Regions from separate parts of the Sus scrofa genome. Here region 1 is linked to region 2. Evidence: chromatin contacts called from public HiChIP or PLAC-seq data. All regions are on one chromosome and are shown on one strand. The core of a region is the stretch at or near the end of the contact, and the rest is flanking DNA. Distances in the headings are between cores, read along the strand shown. Region 1 has its middle 130 kb from the start of PELI1. Region 2 holds the start of PELI1 (E3 ubiquitin-protein ligase pellino homolog 1).

Region 1 (4,951 bases), core at 129-2,628, 120 kb after region 2:
TCAATAAGAACTCTCAGGTTTCGGCTTAAGCAACAAGTGGAAAATGAAGCCATTTACTCAAAGAGGGGAAGTCTGGAAGAAAACAAATACATGTGAAGAAATCCAAACTTCTGAAGTGGATGTAATAAGTTTGACTTACCTGAGCTAGAACCCATGGAAATAGACAGAAGAAACAGAGCACAGAGAAGTGTGGGTCGGAGGTAGGGATGTAGATGTTATCAGCATTAGTCTTTGCTGATTTGGGGGGTTTGTTTTGTTTTGTTTTGCACCTGCCCAATTTCCATTCATCCTTCAGGTGTCAGCTTTCTCAGCGAGGCTTTCCCCCCCCACCCCCGTCCCCAGTATACATCGCTATGAATTAGGTGCTTTACTGGGCTCTCTCTCAAATAAAATTTTTCCTTAGAGGTGCTTATTATGGTTAGAAATTAAGATTTATGCTTGCTTGTTCTTTAGGGAGGAATCTCAGCCCACACCAAGATGCTCTAGAAAAAAAAAAAAAAAAAAAGATTTTACTTTTCTATAATGGAATCATTTGGGCCCTAAATTAAAAACAAAAACCAAACAAACAAAAAGAATGCAAAGAAAAAAAAAGAAAAGAGGGCCTGGAGGGGCGTGCAGACAGAATGACACATTTATGGGTCAAATAGAAGAGGAAGCTGGCTCAAGCCGCCAAGAAGGAGCTGGGAAGAAAACAGTCTGGGATGTAAGGGGAGACAAGGACTGAGGGAGTGACACTGTATCAAATTCTGCTGAGAAGTAGGATGGAAAGACTGAAGTGACTACTGGATTTATATCGTGGTGGGCATGGGGTCCTTTGTAAGAGCAGTTTGGGTGAAGCAGTGTGGACTGAAGGCAAGTTGCAGTGAGGAAATAACAACTGGAAAGGAGGAGTGAGAAATAATACATAAGGACTATTGTTCTAAGACGTTTTACTGCTGGCAGGGAGAAAACTAGGGCAGTGGCTAGAAAGGTATGTGGGGTGGAGGAGGTAGCTCTGGGCGATACTGAAGCATATCCATGTGTACATGACGACAATGGATTGAAGGGGGATAGGGAGAAATAATAGCAGAAGGAATTAGAGAAGAATAAAGAAAGAAGAGGAAGGGAGCAAGCAGGTAGGAAGGTGGTGACACAGAGAATGGAGCCAAGTCTTTGAAGGCCATGGCCAAGGGCAGCCCATGCCATGCCCACAGGGTGGAGAGGCGAGGTCAGCTGCTGCTCCTGGAGGGGGACGCCATCGCTGGCTAAGTGGTTAGTCAGTCTGTCGGCAGCCAGACCCTGGCCCCTGGCCAACCACATATTGGAGCAAAGTAAGAGTCTTCTGGCAGGCGTCTTTGAAGAGGAAGGATGGTGTGGGCGAGTGCTGAGCAGTGGGAGGGCAGCCAGGACCAGCTTAAGAAGGAGTAAACTCAGCGGGAGCCTGCAGGGGAAGGGCTATGGGGTGCCATCCTAGCATCCCCTTTCTTTCTCTCACCCACACAGCCTGCAACCAAAGGGGTGGGGTACAATTGCACTCATTTCTCTTACCACCTCTCAACTCTGCCACTCCAAGGGGGACCGCCCCTGCAGCCGCCTGAACCTGCCACAGGAGCAGATGGGCACCACTCCCAGCTGCCTGGGCAGGCGAGCCAGGGAGACACGGCAGCCCCACGCTGACCTCGCCTTTGTGATGGAGAGTCTGAAGCATAGGGACAGGGGATGGTCCTGGCTGCCTGGCGGGAGGCCTGGGCTGGCTGAGTCACAGAACCACACAGAGGAGCAGACTTGGGCTCCCGGACTGCAAGAGCCCGGAGAGAACATCTGCTACAACACACAAAGCCTTTCAGTGTCCCCACTCGCCTCAGACGAGGGCTTGTCAAACTTCAATAACATGCAAGAGAATCATCAAGAGATTGTGTTAAAATGCAAATTCTGAGTCCACAGTGCTGGGGTGGGGCCTGAGAGTCAGCATTCCTAACAAGTTGCAGGGTGATGCCGACATGGATGCTGTTTTGAAGAGCAAGGCTTGAGAGGCCTGATGGGGTTAGGACCTCTCTTCCATGGAAAATACACATCAGCTTATATGCACAGACTCTTCACACCATGTGGGCGTCACGTAGACCCTTGAGGCTTGTGGTCTGACCCCTGGGGACAGTGACTCCTGCCCTACATGATTATTGCCAGATTGTTGCCCTTCCCCCAATTCCACTCCAGAAGGTCTCAGAATTGAGAGGATTATTAGAATGACCTGGACCCCTGTTAAAAATGCAGATACCCTGCCCCCTTCCTCATTCCCAGTGAACGGATTCAGTAGGTCTGGGGCAGGGTGCAGGAATACATGTTTTTATCAAGTTCCCCAGGTGAGTCTGATCCAGGTATTTTCACTGAACACACCTGAGAAGCACTAAATACACTCACTTAGGTTCATGTTTTCCCAGGAATATGTGTACTGAAGTCTGAAAATCTCAGGACTGGAAGGAATAAAGATATGATTGAGGAAGTTTAAGTGCTTAGGTTGGTATTTTTGCTCAAGAGATACCCTGAAACACTCAAATCACCCCAGAGTGATTACTGTGACGGCCCGCTCCACTGATCCTACCTTTCATCTGAGGGGTTGCTGGTCCCCAGGGAGGCGAGAGCTATTTTTCAAGCATTGGTGGTGGATTTGAAGAGGCTGATCAGGTTCCCCAGAGGACCAGGGACACCTCCTTCCTAGCTGCTCTGTTCTCCCTTTGTGGGAAGGTTCTGGGGTCTTTCAGACACTTTCAAGTCATAGGACAAATCTTTCTTCTGCTAATGGAGAAGGCAGGAATCTCATTCCATTATCCAGGGACTTGAGCAATGTCACATTAATTTGCTTTCTTTACATCTGATTCTACATCTCTGGCCCACTGGGCTGGCAGGAAATTTGAGCTCAGCCATTAATGGAGATTTTAATGCCTCTAGGGTGGTGTGAAGATCCCCAAGGATCCTCAGATGTTTAGCCCACGCTGGTCCCCTTTCAAGGCCCCTTCAATTCAATGACTTTGATCAGAACCGTTGTTCTATACTCGGATCTTTGTGGAGGCTGGGAACACCATGCTTCAGATGCAGCCTCCTCAGTTCATCACTCCCCTCAGGGAATCCTGCTCATTTCCCTGGACTCTGTGAGAGAGAAGGCCTGGGTCAACATAACCTCCAGGGCGCATGGAACCATCACCTTCTGGCCTTGGGAATCTCCCAACTCCACTCTAGGCTTCTGCCTTGTTTTCCTTCCCCTTCTGCACAAACTCAGAAGCAGCTCGGGCTTTCAAAAAACAAAAGCCAGAAAGAGAAGTTGTCTGTAATATAAACCGTTTTTGAAGAAGTATAAAATTTTCAGAAAATTTAAAAGCATGACTCATGTAAATATAAACTGAGCACATGTCAAAGACTGCATTCAACTCCAATTTATGAGAGAACTGGTAAGACATTAAAACTGGTCCAAAGAGCATTTGAGAAGCTTGAAGCTGTACACAACTTAGTAGATTGCTGGGTTAGATAAAAAACTGGTTAATGTCCAACAGGGTCATAAACTGTGACTCTGGGAGTTTTCTGTTCTGCTGGACAGAAATTATTTGAGTCTCTACCCCCCAAAAATCTGCAAGTTAACCTCACCCCTATAGAGCTGTAAAATTGCCTTAGTAGAAAATCAAGTCCAGTACTACACTTAACACCTAGTACTACTTTCTCTTGCCTGTTTACAAGTTTTGGAATATTTTTCTGGCAGAAAAAAACTCAAAGGACCCAGCTACCTTCTTGGAATTTGGGAGGAAAAAAAATAACAAGAACAAACCTCAAAATAACATCTCAACTATCCCATCACCGAAATACATGACCCCCATTAATACAACCCCATTCTAATGCTGACAAAATATCTATGTCTTTGCTCTGTCTCATCAAAGGAGCTCCCCCACCCTGACTCCCGACAGGGGAGGAAGATGATAAGGACCCAAAACTTCCTCCTGCACCATATTAAACACTCTAGTGGAGACACAGTGCTCTTATCCTGTCCCTGAGGCACATGGGTAGATTCTTTTGAACACTGCTTGAAAATGCACAAAAACAGAGGACAGAGGGAAAATCCACACTTATTTCATTAGTATGATATGTTAGGCCCTTGTTCCACTGTCAAAATCTGCTCTCTAAATCAGCTTGCCGTCTGCCCAAAGCCTGGCTATGCCATAAGATGTCAGAGAAAAGAGTTGGTTGCACTGGGACAAATCACACGTGTGGCTGCACACTGTTACACAAAGGGGAGCAGCCAAAGAAATGCACCTGCAGGGAGAATTTTCTGCCTTAAGTCAACCTCAGTGGTCTCTCCCACTACCCCAGGTCTCGCTTTGTGCACGTGGGCCACAGAGAAAACCTGCTTCCTGTGAGCAGATAGTGTTTCTTTTCTTAGTTCTTGGGTTGCGCCTTTGAGGCTCCACAGCTGTGCTGCTCCCCTTCCCTGCTTGCTCTGCCCCATTTTTTCTTTGTTTCATATGAAACTCATCAGCAAGTCAGTCTTTGGGCAGGAGTTGATGTAGCCTCTGGCAGGAATCCGGAGTGGGAGATCAGAGAGACCATGAGAAAAATGTCAAGCACTGCTCTGACCGGATGGGAGGAAGGTGGGTCTCACAGCAGAAAAACTGTTTTCATCTCAGTCTTTTCGATGTGAGAGCCAAAGTTACACAAAGAGATTAGGGAAATGAGTTAACCCCCAAGCCTAAAAATACTCAGCTGGCCAGATTCCCTAGTGGTTTCTCATCTGAAATATTGCTTTATCCCTTTAGAGAGTTATGGTTCTAAAATGTTAGCAATGCACCAGAATCATGGCTTGTTAAAACAGTATCCTGAACCCCACCCCCAGAGTTTTTCATTTGGTGACCCATGAATTTGCATTTTTTAACAAGTTCTCAAGGGTTGCTGCTGCTCCGGGCTACACACTTTGAGAATCACTGCTCTACAG
Region 2 (5,167 bases), core at 1,862-4,361:
ATATTTCCATACACACAGTTAAAACAGATGTAATAAAGTAATCCACATAAGCATTTCCGATTTAATAAAAATGAGAACTGATGTGCCATGATAAGATGTATTTATGTGAGAATGTTGGAAAAATAGTTTCCTACATTTAAAATCCTACAACTTAAAATCTTTATCAGCTACACATGCTGATAACTGTCTGAAAACAATTGTTCACAAAGCAGGACTACTATAGTTCTTATTCTGACCTACTGGACAACCGCAATAAGGCATATTCTGAATTGACAGAGTGCTTCACATACAAGAAACATTTTGACAACCTGCAAGGAAGCTGAAACAAAGTCAGATGGAAACAGACTTAGGACCTCCACTTGAAACTTGGCTCAAGAACATTCAACAGCACTAGACTCAGTTTCCTGCCCTGTACTTTTCAGTCATTTCCTTTAAGGGTCCCTAAGAAACCAGGAAACCTGCAATTCTAGCCTCTGACAGTCCACACTAACTTCCGCCTTTGGACTCCAGTGACTGAATAAAGACATTGTGTTAGTAGCTTCCTTAAAATACAAATGTCTGGTAAATCTGGCTTGTAAATGCTACAGGAAAAGTTCAACATAACCAACTGTAAGGTGACTTAAATGAAAATTTTAAGGAGAGCACAGACTTTTGCCCCTTTCCCCTCAAATCTACCACTAAAGCACAATTCCCAGCTCATTTTTTTTTCAAGTCAATAACTACTATTATTACATTACAGCACTTCCATAACACTAATAAAAACCTAGGTAACAAGTTTTCTCTTTAAAAGTCTTAAATTTATTAGATGAAGCATTATAACCACTTCACTACATGCATCTTTCCATACATACCCTTAACTATTTTTCAACTGCTTGTTTTAAACTTAAGATTTCTTTCAACATACTATAGAAAGAGGACTTTCAACATACTATAGAAAGAGGTCAGGTTAGAGGACAGGTTATCAAAATAAACATCTTTCCCTTTACTGATGGAACCACCAGAGTCTAAAATCTGGGGGCAACTATAAAATACGAAATTAAATTCAGGAGAATTTAGGATAAGAGAAAGTACTGTTACTCCAATTCTGACAATTAGTCACCTCAGGAAATAACTAACTAGTAGTGATGATGCTTGATTTAAAATTTTGGTACCTTCCAGTCTGGATCAATTATCAAAATAAACAAACTTGTTCTCAGCATTAAGTATTTTCTTCTAGAAGAGGATGTTAGTGTGAATAAAAAACATAAAAATGCATATGCTTTATTTGTACAAGAAAGACAATGTTTTGAGAGCTGTAAATCTGATCACCCTGAAAAAACATTTTGTTGGTTATAAAGAAAAGGTCATAAACGGAAACAGAAGAGCTTAAGAAACTGAACCTTCTCCACAACTCAAAAATTTACATTCACACTACTAGGCAAACTAAAAAAAAAAAGCAAAACAAACAAACAAAAAAACAGCAAACAAAAAACCTCTTACGGTTCTCCTCAATTACAAAAGAAATACATATTCAAGTAGAAAAAGACAAAGCCAGTTGTGAAACAAAAGATCAGCTGCTATGCAAACAAAATAGCATTTTGTAGAATAAGAGAAGTACACAGCCTTTGAACCAAAACAAATAGATGACCTTTTCTTACACTTAAAGCTTCTGGTTCTTTGTACAACCAGTACCTTATGGATAAGGTGCTCACTCAATTTGATGACTAAACGATGGGAAGGCTGTTGGTGCTATTAAAACCAAGACACAGTTCCTTGTGTGTTGTGACTAAATCTGTTAAACCTACATTAAAAAAAATCTCTGCCCTCCCACCCCCATGATTGCTGTCTTGCCTACCCGCAGGTACAAAAATAAAAGCAGATGGGTGAGATGAGTTTATGGTGTACAGTATTCTTTCTCCCCATTCGTAGCATTTTTCAAGAGTCCTTTGAGGTTTTAAGATTCAAAACATCGTGTAAGAAGAGTTATTGTTTCAACTACCTAACAATTACCCAGACTTCTTTTAGACTTCGGTTAACCTGTAAGTAAAATGAGTATCTTCAACTTTTCCATAGGGCACTGAAGAACCAGTTCTTACTCATAAATGCTTTCAGGTCCTCAGACACCAGGCGTGGTGGAAGATCAAGGGTATCCATCAATTAGCGAGCTCTTCCGGACCTCAGTTTACCCACTTACGGAAACCGGGGCATTAACTTTGTTTCGTAGGGGCCCCGGAGGTGTAACTAATTGGTGTTTTTAAGTGCTCTGAGATCCACAGATGAAAGGAAACGCGAGGGACAAGCAGTGATGATGACAATAATCATGACAATAAACAAAATGACTAACTTGGAAGTCTGTGTTATGTAAAGAAGGAAAAAGAAGTTATCAGATTCGTACAAACAAAAGAAAAGCCCTCCGCCCCCCTTTGTTTCTCTTTCAATTCTACCTCGTTCCCCGCCCCCGCGAAGCTCCCCTCCCTCAGCTGGTGGCCCGGCGCGGGGCGCGGGGCTCGGACTTGGCCGCCGCGCGCCCGTTCCTGGGCGGAGGGGGAGGGCGCGTCGGGCCGGCTCCTGACAAAGGCGCTTCCTCCTGCGAAGGCGCGGGATGAGGGCGCCGCAAACTCCGCTTCGGCGCGGGGGCGCGCAGGCGGGCGGGGAAAGCTGGCCGCCTAAACCCGGCCGTCCGCCCCGGGAAGCCGCCGAGGAAGTTGCGCGCCCGCCTGGCCCGCACCCCTCGCCCGCTCCGTGTCGACCCCTCCCGCGGCGTGCCGCGGCCACACTCACCGGACAATTGCTGGTGGCCGGAATCCCAGCACGGCCCCGAGACCCGGGGCGAGGGGGTGAAGTGTGCGTGCGCGGGGAGCGCGAGCAGACAGCCCGGCGTTCCGCCGCCGCCTTCCGCGCCAGCCGGCCGAGCCCGGCGAGGGGAAGTTGGCCGCGGAGCTGAGCGCTGACGAGCCGCGGGCGGAGGGAGAGCCGCGGGGCCCGCTTTGTGATGCGCTCCCGGAGGGCTCGAGGCAAACCCGAACGCGCGGCTCGGCTAGTGCTGCTGCTGGAGGCGGCAGCGGCGGCGCCCCCCGACGGTCCCTCCGCCTCACTCCGCCTCTGGGTCACTGACACACACTCAGAGGGAGGGGAGGGGACTAGCTGGAAGGCGGGGCCGGAGGGAGGGGACGGGGCAGGGCCATAGAGGGAGGCGGTGCCGCGGCGCCGAGCGGTCTCTTGGGAGTTGTAGTTCTCTGACTGAAGAAAAAGGGGTACATTGTTGAGGACGAGTCCCTGCTCGCTCCGCACTGCGCATGCTCGGGAGGGAGAGGGTCGGCCCCACTGTTACTATGGTCACAGACATACTGAGGAAGGGAACGTGTTCAGCGCGGCTGCTGGCTGAACAAGGCCCTCCTTGTGTTATGGTGCTGTTAAGGATCCTACTTTTAGCTGGTCCTTCTTACTTCGCTCCACCCCCAATTTCCTAACCTCACCACTCACAAGTGCTCAGTGAAATCTGACTTCTTCATATTTTGGTCTTCCCTGCTGCTTAATTTTATGCCATAAATGCCGAATCACAACCATTTCCCTTCCCTCAAGGGAGCCCTCCCTGCCTTAAATTCAAGGGTTTTTTCCGTTTATTTTTTTAACCTAAGACTTGTAGAAACGTAGTTGCTTCCAATAACTTTACAATTAAGTTATAAAACTGCTAGGAACAAATCCATTGTCAGATTCCCATAGTTAATTTCTTCGCTCAAGTCACATCTAACTGGCTTCTTTAAGGCCAGCAAAGGTAGAGCTCAGGATCAAGATCGCTATATCTTACTTGATCGGTGCAAAGTAATCAAACGTTTAAATTTTAAGGCCTAGAATTTTTAAGAAATAAGAATTTCATAAAGTATAAGTTCAAAAGATAAGTGAAAAGTTGAAAATTGTTTACTGTATATACATTGGCAACTTTCAATTAGCAATAAGAGAAGTCTGAACCACTGTCTGAGTATGCTGTTGGGCTGGTCAGCTAGGGCTACACCCATACAGGGCACCCAGGTGTAAATAGTGGCCGAAGAGGGTGGTGAAAGGCAAACATGTTATTGGATCTCTAGAGGACTTAAGACAGCCTGTCCAAGCTCTTTTGTTTTTCTTCTCTGCCCACCTAGAACCCCATACTCTGGAAGAAAAAAGATCAATGTTTAGAAATCAGAAACAGGAAAAGTTGAGGTTTTCAGATAGAGAGTTTCAAGATCAAGGATCCTTATGTTTGCAGACCACATAATTATTCATTTAGAAAACATTCTTGAATATACTACGCCTCAGGTACTTTATTAGTTCTCAGAAAGAGAGATACAGGAATGTAAAAGAAACACTGTTTAAGTGCTTACTGTGCAAAAGAGGAGCCAGGTAAATAAATAGACTCAGTGTGATAATACCTTAATAGGAAAGTACACCAGGTGCTTCAACACACAGTTACCCCAGGCTCAGGCAGTTTCAGAAAATGCTTCAAAGAACGCTTAAACTTGAGGATGACTAGGAGTTAGTGTGTTTGTGTGCTTTGGTGGAGGAAGAAAAGAGAAGTGAGTGAGAGCAGAGGGTGGGGGGGCTGGGGGTGAGGTGGAAGGCAGCAAGAGCAAAGTGCTAGAGGCATTAGAATTTGGTTCAGCAAAGAGTTCAGCATTGCTGGTTGTAGGGTGGAATTGAAGGGAGTGGCAAGAGGAGACAGTGAAAGGTAAAGGAGACAGATCATGAAGAATCTTGTACCATATGCTAAGGAATATAGGCTCTTTTCTACAAGCAACAGAAAGCCATGCCAAGATTGGAAGCACATGAAATTTTGATAAGATATGCACTTTAGAAATGCATTTTATGCATTAAAAAAAAAAAAAAAAAGGCCTGAATCAGCAGTGGCAGAAGACAGAACTGAGGGAAATCACACTATTTAAGGAATAGAATTAATAGAACCTAGTGATTAAACAACCTTTGTTTGGGGGTGAAGTTATCAATTAAGATGCTTTCTGTTGTAAGCAGCAAAAAACCCAACTCTAACTGGCTTAACCAATAAACCCAACATTGACCTGCCTAAACAGAAAGTCCAATGAAAAGATGGGCTACAGGGCTGCATGATTCATCAGCTCAGTGATGTCAATAAGGACATGTTTCTTGTTCCATTGCTTTTCCTCCTTATGTATTGGCTTTACAGTTGCCAACAATT

The links. HiChIP or PLAC-seq counts read pairs in DNA pulled down with a chosen protein or histone mark.
Region 1: a contact with region 2 is called in an H3K27ac HiChIP or PLAC-seq map of alveolar macrophages. The contact joins the enhancer-like site here to the promoter of PELI1 in region 2. A contact is called at or near these places in 5 of 47 Hi-C or Micro-C datasets (brain, embryonic fibroblasts, fibroblasts and 2 more) and 2 of 2 datasets of contacts at active chromatin or transcription factors (alveolar macrophages and skeletal muscle).

Annotation. Positions count from the first base shown.
Region 1 is chr3:77,612,303-77,617,253 of Sscrofa11.1, reverse strand. No RefSeq gene overlaps it. Among named protein-coding and RNA genes, the nearest start is that of PELI1, 130 kb to the left of the region's middle. Within about 2 kb of position 1,378, at least 41 of the 83 cell types and tissues checked have an H3K27ac peak or open chromatin away from gene starts, as enhancers often do. A contact at or near this core is called in alveolar macrophages, brain, embryonic fibroblasts and 1 more, where this site is marked.
Region 2 is chr3:77,738,404-77,743,570 of Sscrofa11.1, reverse strand. It overlaps PELI1 (E3 ubiquitin-protein ligase pellino homolog 1), which reads right to left and starts at 3,111. Exons shown (of 7, transcript XM_021087454.1): 1 at 2,761-3,111.